2 separate regions of the Triticum aestivum genome follow, and region 1 is linked to region 2. Evidence: chromatin contacts called from public Hi-C data. All regions are on one chromosome and are shown on one strand. Each heading gives the region's core, a stretch centred on a gene start, on an enhancer-like site or on the middle of the called end of the contact. The rest is flanking DNA. Distances are from core to core; before and after follow the strand shown.

What was found. A called contact is a pair of places that touch in the nucleus more often than the background predicts.
Region 1: a Hi-C map of an unstated tissue shows a contact between it and region 2, with 7 times the contacts expected there. The contact joins the enhancer-like site here to the promoter of LOC123060595 in region 2. A contact is called at or near these places in 4 of 5 Hi-C or Micro-C datasets (leaf and an unstated tissue) and 1 of 1 datasets of contacts at active chromatin or transcription factors (leaf).

The regions. Positions count from the first base shown.
Region 1 is chr3A:116,067,526-116,071,240 of IWGSC CS RefSeq v2.1, forward strand. No RefSeq gene overlaps it. Among protein-coding and RNA genes, the nearest start is that of LOC123060595, 210 kb to the left of the region's middle. Within about 2 kb of position 1,491, at least 1 of the 8 cell types and tissues checked has an H3K27ac peak or open chromatin away from gene starts, as enhancers often do.
Region 2 is chr3A:115,854,431-115,858,172 of IWGSC CS RefSeq v2.1, forward strand. LOC123060595 (probable serine/threonine-protein kinase PBL18) reads right to left here and starts at 2,379. Exons shown (of 4, transcript XM_044483370.1): 1 at 1,566-2,379; 2 at 1-603. The coding sequence starts at 302.

The DNA of each region.
Region 1 (3,715 bases), core at 241-2,740, 210 kb after region 2:
CTCGTCTTGAACCAGATGCCCGGGCCGACGTCGACCATCGCCCCAACGTCCACGCCGACAACAACGTCGATGCCCAGCCCGATCGATGAAGCGGTGCCGACGCCGACCACCAGCCCGAGCACCGAAGCCACACCGACGCCGAGCACGCCGCCGACGAGCATAGAAGCCACGCCGACCCCGACCAGTCCCACTCCAGAGGAGCCCGCCGTTTGATACGCTCCGTGTCTATGCTTCCTTCCTTTTGATTGTCGAACTTTCGGGCATGTTTGATTGCCGAATTGTGGCAGGATGATTGCCGACTTGTGGCATGGTGATCGCTGAACTTGTGGCGTTTTTTTGGCAGCAGGAAAGACAAGTTTGATTTTTCTGGGCGTCTGGGGCCGAAACGGGCGCGGCTAGGAACTCGATCGCCCCCAGGGCGAAAAAACCACCGGGGCAAACGCAAAAACGCATTCGCCGGGTGCACTAGGGGGTGAACGAGTGGAGATGCTCTTAGTGTGTTTGTTCGCTCGCATGATGTCGCTGTCTACATTCGCTTACCGCTAAAAAAAGAAAGTCTACATTTGCTTCGCCTGGTCGCTCGTGTTCCTTTTTGCCACTTTGTTTTTCTGTTTTTTTGGGGATATTTTTGTTTCTTTTATGGTTTTATCTGTTTTATTCGGTTTTTCTTTGTATTTTATTTTTCATTTTCATTTTTGTTTTTTCCTTTCGTTTTCTATGTTTCCTTTTGTTTTCATCAACTTTCTCCTGTTTTCTACTGTTACCCACCTCTTTTTGGAACACATGTCTACATTTTTCTAATATACATTTTGATGTTCTATTGTTTTTCATGCATATTATATATTTTCCATATACATCGAACACATTTTGAATTGTTTAATATTTTTCAAGTGCATGTTAATATTCTTACAAGAACATGTTTTGAATAAATGTTAAACAATTTTTAAATATATGCCAAATAGTTATTTAATGATAAAAATATTTTTTTCTGAATTATGCAAATTCCTTTTTACATTATAAAAACTTTTTTAAAAAAATTTCCTGTCACATTTTTAAAAATTGATAACATTTAATCAAATGTAACATGCATTCTTTTTATGTAGAAATCATTTTTATGAATTACACAAACATTTTTTTGCAATGTATGAATATTTTTCTGTACACATGGTGGATATTTTTTATACACCTGATTAACATTTTCTACTTTTTTATTCACATCACACATTTTTTGTATACAACAAAAACATTTTTAGATAAACTTTTGACATTTTAAATGCAACATTAACATTTCTTTTAGAAAATTACATAGTATATTTAGAAATATAAACATAAATAAAAAAGGAAAACCAAAAAAGGAAAATAATCTAAAACAAAAACGGAATGAAAAACAGAAAGAAAAAAAAGTAAAATGACCTGTGGTTGGGCAACTGTCCTACCTGCGACTTGCAGGCGAGGCATGCTAGCACTCGCAGAGGGCGGCACACAAAATTTCTAAATATTGGCAGATACTGATAGGGCCCGACTATGTCTCGCTTCAAGCGAGACAGAGTCTGCTCTAACTGAAGGCAGCGACATCAATGGGCCAGCCCATCTCACGCGAGGCCACTGCCTCTCTTTTTTGTTTGAACTTTTATTTTCACTAGCTGAATTATTTTTTATTTAGTTTTGTTTACACTTCCAAATATTCTAAATATACATATTAAAAATTTAATTTTATTAATATGTTGAAAATATTAATCATGCATTTAACAAATGTTAAATGTGTATAGAAAAAATGTTGACCATGCATACCAAAAATGTATACAAAAATATACAATGGGTGTGAAAAAAGATGATCATATGAAATATGTTAAACAAGTATTTCAAAAATGTTATTCAAGTGTTTGAAATTTTTTGAATGTGGATAGAATTTTTTTTACCATGTATTAATGAAATGATGAAATCTTTTGGTCATGTATATGAAAATATTAATCAAGAATTAAAAAATATTGAACAAGTATTTAAAAAATGTTAATAAACCATTTTAAAAATGTTAAATATGTATACAAAAAATATTGACCAATGTTAATCTTGCATTTGAAAAATTTGATAAAGCATTTGAAAAATGTTAAATGTTCATACAAAAACTGTTGATCATGTATTAGAAAAATATTAATCGAGAATTTGATTTTTTTAAGTGTGTATAAGAAAAATATTGACCATGCATACAAAAAAGTTAATCTTCTATTTGATTTTTAAAAAATGTGTATTGAAAAATATTGATTACGTATTAGAAGATATTAAATTTGTATTGAAAGAATGTTAAACATGCATTAGAATAATGTGGTTGAGATACACAAAAAATATAGAATGAAGACAAAAAAAGAGAATATCACAAAAATGAAACTAAAAAAGAAACGAAATGAACAAGAAGAAAAAGTAAAATCAAAGAAACAAATGGATTTTGTTAAAAAGAAACAAAAAACAACAAGAAAAAAAGGAAAAAAAACATCTAGGAAAAAAATAGTGAGATCCGGACTTATTTTGCCTCAACTACTACCCGCCCTATTACATGAACAGAATCTCAACGCCAGCCCGGTGGCTAGCACCGTTGTATTTTAGAAGTGTTTGATTCAACTGGCTGATTTCAGCTAGCGCGTCAACCGCCCGATGCACCGTCCAATCCCCGAGTGTGGAGTGCAGCGGTCTCAGGTTCATCACCATTTTGTTTGCCACACCTCACTTTAGGCCTTGTTCAGTTGAGGTGGATTTTGAAGGGTATTGACAGGGATTGAGGGGGATTAAAATCTCTACAAGCCAAATCCCCTCCAATCCTCTTCATTCCCCTTGGGAGGAGGATTAACCGTACAAGGCCTTAGGCAAGTTTGATCAAGTTAGGTGGGTGTTTGGTTCTAGTCACACCTAAGACAAGAATTTTTAATTGAGCAATGAACCCTACATGTCATAGACACAAAAATTGTGGTAAAATTCCCTTAGGCAAGCCAAAGTGTGGCTAACAATTTGAGCAATTCAAGTTAGGCAAGTATGGAAAGTGTGGCAAAAATAATGTGGCAATATAAGGCAAACATAGTCAACGGCCCCTAACTACTGAACTAGACGACCATAAGACCAAGCTAAGCTAATAGTACCTTTGTCCTGGTTTACTAGTCTCCTCCGATACTACCTTCGTCCATGCTCTTCCTATTTTTAATCACATTTTGACTATAATTTAGCTAACAAAATACCTGCTCCTTATCAAAATATAAAACATTTTTTGACATTTTTACATAGGAGTATAAGTTATGTGTAGCAAAAATATCTTTTTAGAAATTACATTCAAATACGAATGCAATAACAAAACTGCTTTGCGGACGATAAATAACATGCACGACAGCTGCATGATCGCTACTCCAGCCATCTGAACTTCGATGATACGCATGGACACACTGATATGCTATGTCGGGCAGATATCGTCCGCTATGCGTCGTGCGCACTGCAGGTTTGATTCAATAATATCTTTTGATGACATGTATTAACATTTTGTTACTCAAATATGTGGTTAAAGTTTGACCCAAAATACAATGAAGACTAATAAACTCGACAGAAGTAGTATATCGCAAAAAATGTTGACATGTTGGAATCCGAGAGTCCCAACTCATAGGGAGCATTGTAGCGCAGAGACACACGAAGTTGCAATGTGGTCTAGTGTTGTTGTAAGCCAGGACGAGCTTACGTA
Region 2 (3,742 bases), core at 1,129-3,628:
GACTTTGCCGGAGGGCTCAAAGGAATCTCCAAACTCATCTTCTGCTTGCTGGCCTTCTTCTCATTAGGCTGAAGTGAGGCTCGAAGTGATGGCAAACTAGCAGTATGCTTCAGCGCAGCCACTGTTTCATCATTGCCTCGATCAATGGGCATCGTCACACACTTACTCATGCTCACAAACCTCTGAAGTCTCTGCTCCACATCCCTGCCAAGAGGAGCCACATGCACCCCATGGGAACTAACCCTTGTGTAGACGGTGTGCGAAAACTTAGTCCTCCTAACCCAGGAGGTCTCCGTGTCCATATTGCCGGGAACTAAGAACACGGGGAAACGCTGTCACAAGTGATCAGATTCCAACTTTGGAAGCTTGGATTAGCATGAACCACATGTTGAAGTGAAATTTCGAACAGAAGTCACAAGAAACGCCGCCGGGAGACCTTAGGCCAGGAATCGCAGCGATTCCTCGACCCATTTGCTGCCAAATTCTTGCCGCAAGTTGTAAAAAAGATGGGTGATGCACAAAGAGGTCAAGGGTCTGTTCAGTATCAAACAGATCCCTGAATCTTGCTGAAGAACCCGCGGCAGCCTGGCCTTCTCAAGTATCCTGAAATACAACACGAGGAAGAAAAGATTGTGAGCTGAACTTGGTACGCAACCGGTAGTATTATACGGGCAATTATTGCTTATATAAAATGTCCTGTTCAGCGAATAAAAAACAAAGCAATATTGATCATTATCGGCGGGCATTCATAGTTGAATACTCATTTGTAAATCAATAATGATTTGACTTCTTCTCAAGAATTAGCAGAATACAGGCACGAGCAGTTGGAATAACGCGGTTTTTTGACAGTTGGATTGCAGTGAAGCATTAGAGAAACTGCAGGAGCAAAAATTATGACCCGAACAAGCATCATCCAGACCATTTGATTTTCTAGTGAAGACATCGACTTTTCACGCAACGAGACGTCAGATTATGGGGCAACAATTCTCGCGACAAAAAATGAAAACGCGCAAAGCAAGATCTACTATTCCTTTTACCAAGATTATTATTAAATCCGAACACCCCGCCGGTATTATGACTTCCCAAACCACGACCGGAGAACATCTCAGGATAAGTTCAGACTCGGCAAACAGCACCTGAACTTTTCGACTCGACAATGGAGGGTAGGCAAAAGAAGTTCATCTAGGCAAAAAAAACCGGAGAAATCCAAAAGGCAATGATCCGAAAGCAGACGCAGGCCTCGCACAGATTTGCACAGTAACGGCATCGAAAACCCGAGGCGTACTATGAGCACAATGGTAAAGCAATCCGGAGCAGAGAGCTCGAAGAAACTTGAGCACTAGTAACCGGCGAAAAAGGATCCGCAAACAAACAGCGAACTTGCCTTTGTCAGACGAATGAATTCGATCGAGAAGCACCGAAAGCCGAGCTCACGTCTACGGACACACCAAGATAGACAGCCGACGGCTTTCCAAACGAGCATCCGGAGAGAAGCGGAAGAAGGAGAAAACAATAATCCGAGATGAGATGAGACGTGAGGGAGGAGGAGCAAGAAACCAACCAACCTTCCTTCCTCGAGGCGGCCGGGAGGTTGAGGGAGCCGAATCCGGATCAGAATGCCTGGCTTGCTGGCAGGTTCAGGTCCCAACCTCCTCCCTCTTATCCCCTCCCCTCTTTCCGCGGCGAGCTCGAGTAACAGAACCGAATCTGATCGGCCGAGGAGTCCGGGAGGGCGGGCGGGTGGATATCAGCAGCCAGGACGACGCATTCAAGGCCCGCACCAGAAAGAAAGGAAAGGGGCCCGGCCGCCCGCCCGGCCGCGCTGACACCCTGTCCTCCTCCCTCGCGCGCGGCGGTGGCCCGTGCCGTGTAGCCAGCCGGTGGGGCGCGCGTACGTACGCGGTACGCTGCTCCCCGTACAGCCCCGGGACTCCTGCCTCTCTCCTCTCCTCTCCCCTCCCGAGCGCGCACGGCTCTTCTATCTATACTATACTACCTCTCCTACCCCAACCGCATTCAGAGGAGGACCCGTCCGCGATACGGGAAGTCCCCGGGGGGCACGGCAGCAGAGGGGCACCGCCGCACCGGCTAGGGCGACCCGGTGGTGGGGCTGACAGGTGTCGACGGTGGCATGTGCGGGGATACAGACTACAGAGAACTGTCCAGCAAGATTAGGAAAGGAGTCAGTTTTGGAGGTGGAGGTGGAGGTGGAGGTGGAGGAGGAGTCAATGCCCGCAGCAGAGACAAGCCAGGTGAGGTAGGGGAGGGGAGGGCCGGGCTTGGCTCGCTCGTCCGTTGTGGAGTGTGGGGTGGCGGGCGGAGGTGGACGGAGAGGGACTGCGGGGTTGAGAATGTCGAGCCCTTTCCGCACGAAGAAAGCAGCCGGGCGTTTCTCCTCGGCGGCCTCCCTGACCCCTCCTTTTCCCTTCCCCACATTCTTTGCTGCCATTATTGGTGATGGTGATGGTGATCCCTCGTAAGCTAAGGATGGGATTCTGCGCGTCATAATCCTTAATGCTTTCTTTTTCTGTAAAATGCACAGTACTAGTGTAGCTGCAATTTTTCTGAGGCTGCGGTGGTTTTTAGGCTGAATGATGATATTTGTGAAGTCTGTTTAGGGGTTGTGAGGAGAGTGGGAATTGGTGGATCATTGTAGCTTACTGTTTATGGCAAAAAGGGAGGACCAATTTTTTCAATTGTTCGTCCTTTTGACACGGCTTATTTGGGTCCATGCAACATAAGACTAGGAAGGTTTGCAAGGAAACGGGATGTTGCCGACCTCTGCTTCTGCGAGAAATTTTTGTGCTCATGCTCATGTAGGATTATGTGTGTGTCATGATTCTCTTTTTTTTTCTTGTAACGTGTATTCATCCTTGGGCTGATATTTATTTTGACGATAAAAGGCAGGCGCTCTGCCAGGTTTCATATAGACATGGGAAAACAGAAAGTGTACAAAAGATATTTACAAGACTAAAAAGCTCTAGAAATTACATGCCATTGCCATAGCTAAACCCAACTGGACAAGGTTCTCCCTAACGAGGTAAGCAACATCTAACACCTGTAAAGAGGCGTTCTGGAAAAGCCTTTGATTCCTCTCTTTCCATACATGCCACACACACATAAATGAACACCCTGCCAAAGTGCTTCCGCCTCGAATGTTCTTCTTCCACCAGTCCTCGGGCATGGAAAAAAACCCGGGGCCGAGCTTGGCATGATCGAGGACCAGCCAGCAACGATACCCCAAACGCTTCGGACCAAAAGGCATCCCCGAGAGAGATGCTCGTTTGTTTCAAATTCGGTGTTACACAGACTCCAAACCTCCTCGTGAGGCCAACCATGGACAACAAGATGATCCGCGGTTAGCGCTTTCCGGTGAAGGTGGAGCCAAACGAACAACTTGCACTTTGGCTCAACTTTGGCCTCCCAAATCTTGTGTGCCTCGAAAGGAATCGACACACCTTCAAATTGCACCCTATAGGTTGAAGCCGCGGAGTAGATACCAATCGCCGAAGCCGTCCATGTGATGGCATCTGGAGTAGCCGGGTCAAGATGCACATCTTAAAGAGAAATCCATAGGCCGACAAACTCACAAATTTGAATAATCAGAGAGAAAATTCTGAAGGTTTGTATTCAATGATTATTGTGAAGACCTTCAAAAATAGTGAGACATTTGCGCCGAGCAATAGCAAACATGTATATATAAAGTCTGTTTAGGGGTTGTAAGCAAGAGTAGGAATTGGCT